Regions from separate parts of the Mus musculus genome. Here regions 1 and 2 are each linked to region 3. Evidence: chromatin contacts called from public Hi-C and Micro-C data. All regions are on one chromosome and are shown on one strand. Each heading gives the region's core, a stretch centred on a gene start, on an enhancer-like site or on the middle of the called end of the contact. The rest is flanking DNA. Distances are from core to core; before and after follow the strand shown. Region 1 overlaps Snx3 (sorting nexin 3). Region 2 has its middle 20 kb from the start of Gm40630. Region 3 has its middle 17 kb from the start of Foxo3.

Region 1 (3,290 bases), core at 625-3,124, 230 kb after region 3:
GGTTTTTTTGATTCTCAGCTATAAAACAGTTTTCAGTTTCCAAGTGCAATACTGAATTAAGAATAAAATTGACCCAAGAGAGTCGGTAGAATTAAGTAGAACTTTAATAGAGCTTGGCATTTGCTGCATGAAGTAATTTCTGAGCTCTACGGTAAACTTTGTAACAGGGACTTTGCACTTGATATCCCACTTTGCCTCCAGAGTACAAGGATTATAATTCTTACATGCATATTAAAATATTTTTTTGGCTAATGATAAAAATGGACTTGTGGTTTTGTTTTTTTCTCAGCTAGGGATTGAATCCAGGACCTCGGCTTTCCAGTTAAGCACTTTACTACTAAGCTGCACCTCGCCCCCCAGCCAATTCTTATTTGAATGTTCCTTAACATTTGTTTATTTGTATGTGAACACGTGCACATGCCACAGTACCCATGTGGAAGTCAGGACAGCTTGCAGTAGTTAGCTCCCCGCCTTGGATCGCATGAGTTTCTGGCATTGGATTTTTGCTTGATAGAAAGTGCACCTTTACCTGCCCTGGCCATCGGGACCCTCTTGTTACTGGATCAGGAATGCTGGGGGTGCACATCTTTAATCTCAGTGCTATTAGGAGGCAGAGATGGAAGATACCTGTGAGTTCAGAGTCAACCTGGTCTGCATAGTGAGTTCCAGGATAGCCAGGGCTATATAGAGAGGCCTTGTTTCAGCCTCCCTCCATGCCCACCCACTCCCCCAAAGTTGGCAGAAATAGCAACAAGTAGTCTTTAGTCCAAAAATTGTGTTGCATTATGACTAACCTCCGAATACTCAGCATCATGGTCTCAGTTCTTAAAATGCCCTCCCCTGTAAAGCTCTGCATCGTTTAAAGACTATGGGCATGTGCCCATGAGTACAGTAGCCAGAGACCAGAGAAGGTACTGGATCTCTCGGAACCCGTTACAAGTGGTTGTGAGCCACCAGCATGGGTGTGGAGGGCTGCACTTGATCCTGCAGAAGGATTCTTGCTCTCTCCAGCCCCTTAGTTACCCTTTATGTTAGGGTCTGTTTTGTTTTATATGACTCCTAATTTTCTCCTAGTGATAAATAAATTCTAACACTCCCTGACCTTTTGGGTACCCTAAGGTTGTAAATTAAGGGTACCATTTAGGGTCTAGGGAGATGCTCAGCAAATGACAGTGCTTGCCATGCATGTTCAGCCTCTTAGAACCCCTGCTGGAAAGCTGGATGACATGGTGGCAGGCTTCTGTAACCCCAGCTTTCCGACAGCAGGATGACTCGCTCAGAGCTGGCAGGCCAGACACACGAGAATACACAGATTAGCAGCTAAAACAAGACACCCTACTTCAAAACATGGTAGAAGGAAAGAACTAACCCACAAGGTTGTGCTCAGACCTCCACGTGCACACCCAGACACCCTCTCACCCACATTCAAGAGAAGTGAATTTCAAAGGAGAAAACAAAACAGTTACATTTTTGAACTGGAGATGAGACTCAGGTTGGTGTGAGGAGCCGCTGCTCCGGCCCAGCATTGCCAAAAGAAGAGTTAACTGGCCAGGACAGGATGATAGCAAGTTCAAGGCCTGCCTAGTCTACATAGTGAGGGGTAGTCAAGGCTTAGCCTGGGCATTGTGCTTAATAATGTTACAGTGTTTGTATGGTAACCATGTTTGTCACCTTATCAGTGTGCCAGACATTTCCCTCCCTTTCTGAATGTCTTAATGTTCTTCAACTTAGGAGTGACTGTTTTGCTTTCAGACAAATCTTCCTATCTTCAAGCTGAAGGAATCTACTGTTAGAAGAAGATACAGTGACTTTGAGTGGCTTCGAAGTGAACTAGAAAGAGAGAGCAAGGTAAGACTTATTTACAGTGGAGCTATGCTTTTCTGACTTACCATGTAACTTTAAAGCAAAATGTGCCAGTTCTAACTTAAGAGCTCCAGAATGTGGGTGAAAGCCGGTGCAGGACTTATGTGAAGGGTCCATCTCAGGCTGTACCTGAGTAGAGGACAGTCGTCCTCACTGTTCAGAGCTCTTTTTTCTGCTCAGTAGTGCAACTGGGCCTTTGCAGCTTGACGTTGTAATAGCCCTTCTCAGTCCTTCCTCATCCTCAAGGGCAGTATAATTTTCCAATTTTGTTTAACTCATAGTCTGCATATTTTATTATCTCACACGTATGTAGAAGTTTCATAAAAATGATGATCTTATTGTCTGGTAGATGGATATTCTTGAGATGAGCTTGTGTGGGCATAGGAGACACACCTGAGAAGTCTTATATATGATATTGTTTTGGGGCTGTGCACACAGACTTAGCAGAGTGTGAGGAGTTTAAAAGCTAAACCCAGGTTTTTATAGGAGCATAGTTTATAACACAGATATCATGAGTAGAGACCAGGGGTGCATCTCAGTGGCAAAGTGCATGTTTAGCATGTACCAAACCACATAGAAATCAGTGGACAGGTGAATTCAGTTAAAGACTTTGGAAAATCTGGAGAGTATTAAGGACTACAATATACGGCTGCTGGTAATTGTAGATAGAAGATCTAACTGTCTAAAACAAGTAGGAAATAAAAAACATAAAGCCAGGCATGGTGGCCCACGCCTTCAATCCTAGGAGACAGAGGCAGGAGGATCTCTGAGTTCAGGCTAGTCAGTTTCAGGACAGCTAGGGCTACAAAGAGAAACCCTATCTCAAAAATCAAATGTATGTACATTCATATGTATGTATATGATAAAAAATAAGGCAAATTGAACAATTTAGGAAAATAAAAATTTTAATGACCATGAAGAAGTATTTTGGTAGGCTGCATTTTTTCCCCCAAACATTGCTTATATGCACACTGGAATGTTTTTAAATGATTTATTTATTTTTATTTTAAGTCCATGGGTGTTTTGCCTACAAGTATGTATGCATGAGGGTGCTGGATCCTCTTAGAACTGGAGTTACACACAGTTGTGAGCTGCATGTGTGTGCTAGGAGTTAAAACGGGGTCCTGGAAGAGCATCCAGTGTTCCTGACCACCGAGTCATCTCTCCAGCTCCTGGAATGTTTAATAAATGTTGCTGATTATATACTTTCCCCCCCCCCAGCAACTGCTTTATCAAGAGATAAATTGTGTGCTTTACAGTTAGTGATATAATTCACCTAAGATGTTCAGAATTACACAGCCCATAACCACAGTGTAGGAACTCATTATCATCAATTATCCTTTTAAAAGAAGCTTGCTCAGCCCGCTGGAACCTACCTACCTGTGAGTAGTCCCAGCACTCGGGCAACAGAGGCAGGGTTGCTGAAA
Region 2 (3,202 bases), core at 256-2,755, 190 kb before region 3:
ATGTGTGCACATACACCATACCACACACATACCACATATATCACACACACATACACACATACCTCCACACACATATACACATACCCCCATACACATATACCATACATACATTGCAATACACATACACACATACACATGCATACTACACACACCACACACATACCACACATACATACATACATACATACATACATACACCACACATACAAATATACATACATGCATGCATGCATATATGTGCACACTTGCACACATATACTCACATATACATACATGCACACACACACATGTGCACACACACCATGCACATATACCACACACACAAACACACACACACATACACACATACCACATACACAACACACACATATACACATACCCCACATACACACATAGACACATATCATACACCACACACACCACACACACATACACACCACACACACACACATACACCACACACACTAGCAAATACACATACACACACATACCAAATACACCACACACACATATACACATAGACACATACCACACACACACCACACACACACACACCACACACATGCATACATGCACACATGCACACACACACACACACACACACACACGCACACACACCTTTCGCTTCCTCCTCTCCTTTGTTGTGTGTAGAGGATAAGATGAGTTAGTTTGGTTAGGATATGCCTTCATTCATACCTCCTAAGCATTACTTGCTTAGAGCAGCGGTTCTCGATGACCCTGGGAACCCTTGTGCCGCTTTAGGGAGTCCTTGGGATCACAGCTCCTTTTATGATTTTCTCCTTTACTCCCTAATTGAGCATTTCAGTGACCATGTGATGTGGGATGTCACGACTCCATCAAGAAGGACTCTGTGCTTCGGACACTGGGAAATGCTTGTAGACTTGCAGACAGTTTGGTGTCTTGTAGCATTGCAATGACCCTGCATTCTGAAGTGGGGAAAACCAGCTTAACTTAGTGAGACACAACATGGCTGACTTGTCTGACCATAGAGTTTATTTTTGTTTTGCTCTGATTAGTCCAACACCTGTTGTGAGTCTCTTTGGCGTCGGCTTCTCCAGAGGTTAGTCATACCAACGCCAGAATTCCTCTGGCTAAGGAGTTTCTTGGCGATTGCTCATGTGCATGGTTGGTAGAAGGGAATGAGAGCCTCGGTCCAGAACATGGACCCAGAATCACAGGGCCCAAATTTCACCTCTGCTACTCACTCTCTGTGAGTCTGGGCAAATTATTGGACACCACTGTTCTCTGTGTTCTCCATGCTCAGGCTGGTGGTCTTAGCATGGGGCTTGTTAACTGTAAGTGCTACGGGAGAGGAAAAGCCTTAATCTCCCTGTGCCAGATATGATCTCCAGGGGTCAGGACTAAATGCTAGGCTACAGGCCAGCACTGTGATCTGAGGCAGGTCCCCAGTCTGTCACAGACTTCAGTTCACCTGCCTGTGTGTTAGTGATTCAGCTGAGGGGAGCTCTGACGCAAAGCTGCTGCTCTGTGACTGAGCGCATTGCTTAGGAGAGTGGTGCATGCCAGGAGCAGAGCAGAGAGGGAGACCGTAGGGTAGGAGCTGCAGGGCCTGGGCAGTGTCTCCAGGGAGGAAGAGGCTCTCAGAATAGAATGGTTGGCCTTTAGGGCAGTGTTTGTCTCTGTATCTCACCCGAGCCAAGTGGGAAAGAGCAGAAGATATAGGCTTGGTTGTCACAATTACCTGTGTCCTCTCCATGCTGGTGTGCACAAAACTGACTGAGTAGCACATAGCTCAGCAGTAGAGTCCTTCTGTAGCGTCCCTGATTGATGCTAGCATCTGCAGCATCTCTGAACAAATGAACAAACTGGCCGCCTGAGGGGAAGGTCTGGCTACAGAGAGGAGCATGCTCTTGTAAAAGAACCTCAAATGAGGTCTGTCCCTCACCCAGCCTTACAGATACTACGTGGCCCTTGACCTGGTAAGACACCATAGCAGCTGCTTCTGCCTAAGTTCCCACACTGCCTGAATTCACCACCATTGGGTTATGAAGAACTTCACAGGACGGAAATACCTTGAAATCTGAACCTAAGAGAGTGCCCTGAATCACTGCTTGGCGGTGGCTGTCGCATGAACGTTCCTTATAACATATACCTCAGGAGAATGGAGTTTGAAGGATTCTTGAGGATCCTACCAACGGTATAAAAGGGAGTAAACAGTTTCCAGAGCTGGAGACTGAGCAGCCAAACCAGGGAGAGAGAGAAAGACGCTCAGAGTGTTGAGCTACCTGCCAGCTGTGCAGAGGCTCAGGGATGCAGTGTTCCAGCATCCTCACTGGCACGAGGCGGGCTATGTGGTGACACAGCTGCTTTCTGGTTATCCTTGTTCCTTGTCAGCAACCTTCACAACACTCTTGTTGGTAACCTCAATAAAAACTCACTGGCTCATCAGGGAAATGCAAATCAAACTACTTTGAGATTCCATATTACACCTGTCAGAATGACTACGATCAATAACACCAGTGACAGCTCATGCTGACAAAGATGTGGAGCAACGGGAACACTCTTCCATTGCCGACGGGAGAGGAAACTTGTACAGTCACTATGGAAGTCAGTATGGGGGTTCTTCAGAAAGATGGGCATCTCTCTACCTCAAGATCCAGCTATACCACTCATGGGTATACATTCAAAGGATGCTTCATGCAACCACAGAGACACTTGCTCAGCCATGTTCATAGCTGCTCTATTCAGAAGAGCCAGAAATTGGAAACAGCCTAGATGTCCCTCAATAGAAGAATAAATGAAGAAAATGTGATAACATTTTTAAAAAAATTATATCATGAAATTTGCAGGCAAATAGATGGAACTAGAAAAAAAAAACACCTTACGTGAGGTAATCAGAACGCAAAAAGATAAATGTGGTATGTATTCACTGATATCTGGATATTGGCCATTAAATAAATGACAACCAAGCTGTGACCTGTAGACCCAGAAATGACAATCATAGAGAAAGGGACTGGGGGTGGGGGTGGGGGCGTGGATCTCCCTGGGAGGATGAGGAAGAACAGATTTTATGGGTGGAATGGAAGTGGCCTGTGTCAACCAGGGAGAGGACTCGCTTTCCCAAACTGCTTCTAGGGAAAAACTCAATTGGCCTGGGATGTCACCTCCCCTGGGGAAGTTAAATTCGGGAACACCAAAGAGAGTCTTGTTGTGGGAAAAC
Region 3 (3,034 bases), core at 499-2,998:
CGCTCTCTCCGTCTGGGTTTAGGGCAGCCATCACAAAAGGTCTGCCGCTGTCCTCCAACATCAGCTGAGACGAAAAACATCTCGTTCACCCATGAAGGCATTTAAGATGCCATTGGTTCCGTTTATAGCTATGATTATGGGTTGTTTCCTTCTCTCAGTGGATACAAAGTAAAATGGCAATGTTGTTGGCGTACTGGGCACCCTTTAACACCAAAACGGACCCTCATATGTAAAAGACTTGGAAATTTTTCCCAAAGGACAGTTTCTCTATCTGACTGTCAAGTCTCTCGTGTTTTTTTGTTTTTGTTTTTCAAGGCAGGGTTTCTCTGTGTAGCCCTGGCTGTCCTGGAACTCACTCTGTAGACCAGGCTGGCCTTGAACTCAGAAATCCGCCTGCCTCTGCCTCCTGAGTGCTGGGATTAAAGGCATGCGCCACCACAGCCCCACAAGTCTCTCGGTTCTTACATCCCCTGTTCCCTTTTCATTAGAAACAAAGCTAAGGAAAAACTGCCAACACCTCCTGCTGGCAAGAAATCGCACCTTAGAGGTACAGGTACCAGCCTCCTCTGTCCCCCTTGACTGAAGCATGCCCACTCTCACCAAAAAGAATGAGCCAGATAGGAAAAGAACCTTCTTAGTCTCTATTTAGGTATTTTGATGTTTGGAGACAGGGTCTCACTATATAGGCCAGGCTGGCTTTAACTTGACATCTCCTGCTTCCACTCGCCACGTTCTAAGACTAGAGGCATGTACCAGCACACCTGGCAGAATCCCCCCTTGGAAGCAGATGTGCTTTTATGAAGACCCCAACATGTCTTCTGGGTTTTATAACCAGTTCCACTTCTCCATACTAATCTAGCATAACTCTTAAAAGATTGAATAGTGACTCACCCCAGGGATGAATTGAGTCTCACGGTCGGGGTCTTGTTTTCCTGAGAGCCTCAACCTTCAGAACCACCTTGGGAGGTGAAGTGGGGTCGGCCAGTGGAGCTCTCAGCAAGCACTTGACCAGCTGTTTTGCCTGTGTGAGCCCTGCAATTACCTAGGGTGGGTTGGTCTGCTTTGCAACTACATCTATTAGCCTCAATCTTCAGTGCCGCTGGCCGCTGTGATCATGGTTGGAAGCATCCAGAGATGCTGTCTGACATCCGTCTCTCTCTGGGTATCATCAGTAACCCCTTAGCTGTGTGCTCCCTACCCTTGCTGCTGCCAAGTGCCACTGCCCCCACCTCTCCCCTGGATCTTTGCAAAATGGCCAACATAGGGGTTATGTCTGTGTGCATTCAGCCACACAGCAGGGCCACCAGTCTGTGCTGCCAAGCAGCGGCGGGTGCCTGCATGTGATTGCAGCTTTCAGAACATGCCTTGCGCACTCCAAAGCATTATACCAGAGGCAAGTCTCCACTTTCGCTCTTAAGTCCCTTTCTTGTAAACCACCAGGCTTGCTCAAGATGACCATTCCAGAAGCCTCTCTCACAGACACAGCTCAGACTGCTATCCAGGCTTTTCTGCTCCACCGGAGAGAGCACCACAGTTGCCCCTGGAGCACTGTGACCCCCAGAACAACTGAGCACTTGACCTCCTTATCTCTAGTGTCCGTCCTGGTAAGCCTTACTCCTTTGGTTTTCTACCTCTTGGCCACTACCCAGGAAGCTCTGGGAGGGGCAGAAGGGAACAGAAAGACCTCTGAGGAAGGCTCAAACATACAGTTCCATTACATTGCTCAAGACACCAAGAAACCACAGTACAAGTGCGTTGGGGAGGGTGACCTTACCCGAGCCCACACACCCACCCACACACAGCTGGTTGGCTGACTGGCCAGAGGCAGCTGCTTCTCAGCAACTTCTAGTACAATGAGTCACCTCTAAAACAGGACCCTTAACCTGCCCTGATGGGGACACTCAGACGTACTCAGGAGGGGTAAATTCTTTCCAATGGACCAGGATGAAGGAGCCATCATTTTCACACAATGCCATGAAGGTTCCCTCAGATGAACGAGTGCTTCTTCTATTTACCCACAACTCGAGGCCCTCTAGGTCAATCCTGCCTTGTTTCCAGCTAACAGGGAGAGGCCAAGAGGGCCTGGCTCAGTGGAAACCACTCAGATCTCAACCACACTTCCTGGGTTCCAGTGTTTCTCATGGGGAAATGAGTATTTTAATTGACTGGCACCTGCCAAGGGTTGGCTTTGTCTGAATGTTTGTAACCCAGCTGGGGACACTAGCTTACCATACTAGGAATGACATTGGGATTCCAAACATGTTTGGCACACATCCCAAGGTCTATTGCTAGTAAGAATCCAAGACACCTGCATGTGTGGCAGATGATGGGTACAGGCAGCATGGCACATGACATCCCTTTTCTAGAAACACTTATATCTGCTGGGCTCAGTCTCACTGGTTTTATCACGGTGTGGCTGACCACAACAGGGCCCCAACTTTGTAGGCAGAGAGGGAGAAGAGCACAGAATCGCAGTGCCCATTTCTTGTTGGCAGCTTTCAAGATCACACTGGGAAGTGTGATTGCATTAGCCTGCACCTTGTTACCAAGAAAACTAGAGAAGAAAGGAAGGAAGGAAGGAAGGAAGGAAGGAAGGAAGGAAGGAAGGAAGGAAGGAAGAGAGGGAGGGAGGGAGGAAGGAAGGAAGGAAGGAAGGAAGGAAGAGAGGGAGGGAGGAAGGAAGGAAGGAAGGAAGGAAGAAAGAAAGAAAGAAAGAAAGAAAGGAAGAGGAAGGGAAGGGAAAGGAAAGGAAAGGAAAGGAAAGGAAAAGAGAGAAAAAGGAAAGGAGAGAAAAGGAAAAGAGAGAAAAGGAAAGGAGAGAAAAGGAAAGAAAAGAAAAGTATTTTCTAACTAGGTGCCAGGGCACTGTGATAGGTTTCATCAGAGGCAGAGACTATGCTTGAATTTCTGATCTTCTCCTGCCATCTTGTGGCTGGGAGGACGAGCTTGCTCTAAAGACAAGGAGATGAAGGCAGGGAAGAGAAAAACAGTGCTGTGGCAGCCCAGTGACTTGCTGGGGTTCACTGCCCACCAC

Evidence for each region. A called contact is a pair of places that touch in the nucleus more often than the background predicts.
Region 1: a contact with region 3 is called in a Hi-C map of the G1E-ER4 cell line, with 2.4 times the contacts expected there. The contact joins two enhancer-like sites. A contact is called at or near these places in 10 of 39 promoter capture datasets (3T3-L1-derived adipocytes, the C10 cell line, the HPC-7 cell line and 6 more), 1 of 15 datasets of contacts at CTCF or cohesin (large pre-B cells), 21 of 484 Hi-C or Micro-C datasets (B cells, the Ba/F3 cell line, CD8 T cells and 16 more), 2 of 115 datasets of contacts at active chromatin or transcription factors (bone marrow-derived macrophages and forebrain) and 1 of 9 other capture datasets (embryonic stem cells).
Region 2: a contact with region 3 is called in a Micro-C map of muscle stem cells, with 5 times the contacts expected there. The contact joins two enhancer-like sites. A contact is called at or near these places in 2 of 39 promoter capture datasets (the C10 cell line and embryonic stem cells), 1 of 15 datasets of contacts at CTCF or cohesin (large pre-B cells), 5 of 484 Hi-C or Micro-C datasets (the CH12 cell line, the HL-1 cell line, Sertoli cells and 2 more) and 5 of 115 datasets of contacts at active chromatin or transcription factors (bone marrow-derived macrophages, embryonic stem cells, fibro-adipogenic progenitors and 1 more).

The regions. Positions count from the first base shown.
Region 1 is chr10:42,524,202-42,527,491 of GRCm38.p6, forward strand. It overlaps Snx3 (sorting nexin 3), which reads left to right. Exons shown (of 4, transcript NM_017472.4): 2 at 1,753-1,848. Among named protein-coding and RNA genes, the nearest start is that of Snx3, 24 kb to the left of the region's middle. Within about 2 kb of position 1,875, at least 14 of the 459 cell types and tissues checked have an H3K27ac peak or open chromatin away from gene starts, as enhancers often do. A contact at or near this core is called in the G1E-ER4 cell line, where this site is marked.
Region 2 is chr10:42,100,231-42,103,432 of GRCm38.p6, forward strand. No RefSeq gene overlaps it. Among named protein-coding and RNA genes, the nearest start is that of Gm40630, 20 kb to the left of the region's middle. Within about 2 kb of position 1,506, at least 16 of the 459 cell types and tissues checked have an H3K27ac peak or open chromatin away from gene starts, as enhancers often do. A contact at or near this core is called in muscle stem cells, where this site is marked.
Region 3 is chr10:42,292,298-42,295,331 of GRCm38.p6, forward strand. No RefSeq gene overlaps it. Among named protein-coding and RNA genes, the nearest start is that of Foxo3, 17 kb to the left of the region's middle. Within about 2 kb of position 1,749, at least 46 of the 459 cell types and tissues checked have an H3K27ac peak or open chromatin away from gene starts, as enhancers often do. A contact at or near this core is called in the G1E-ER4 cell line and muscle stem cells, where this site is marked.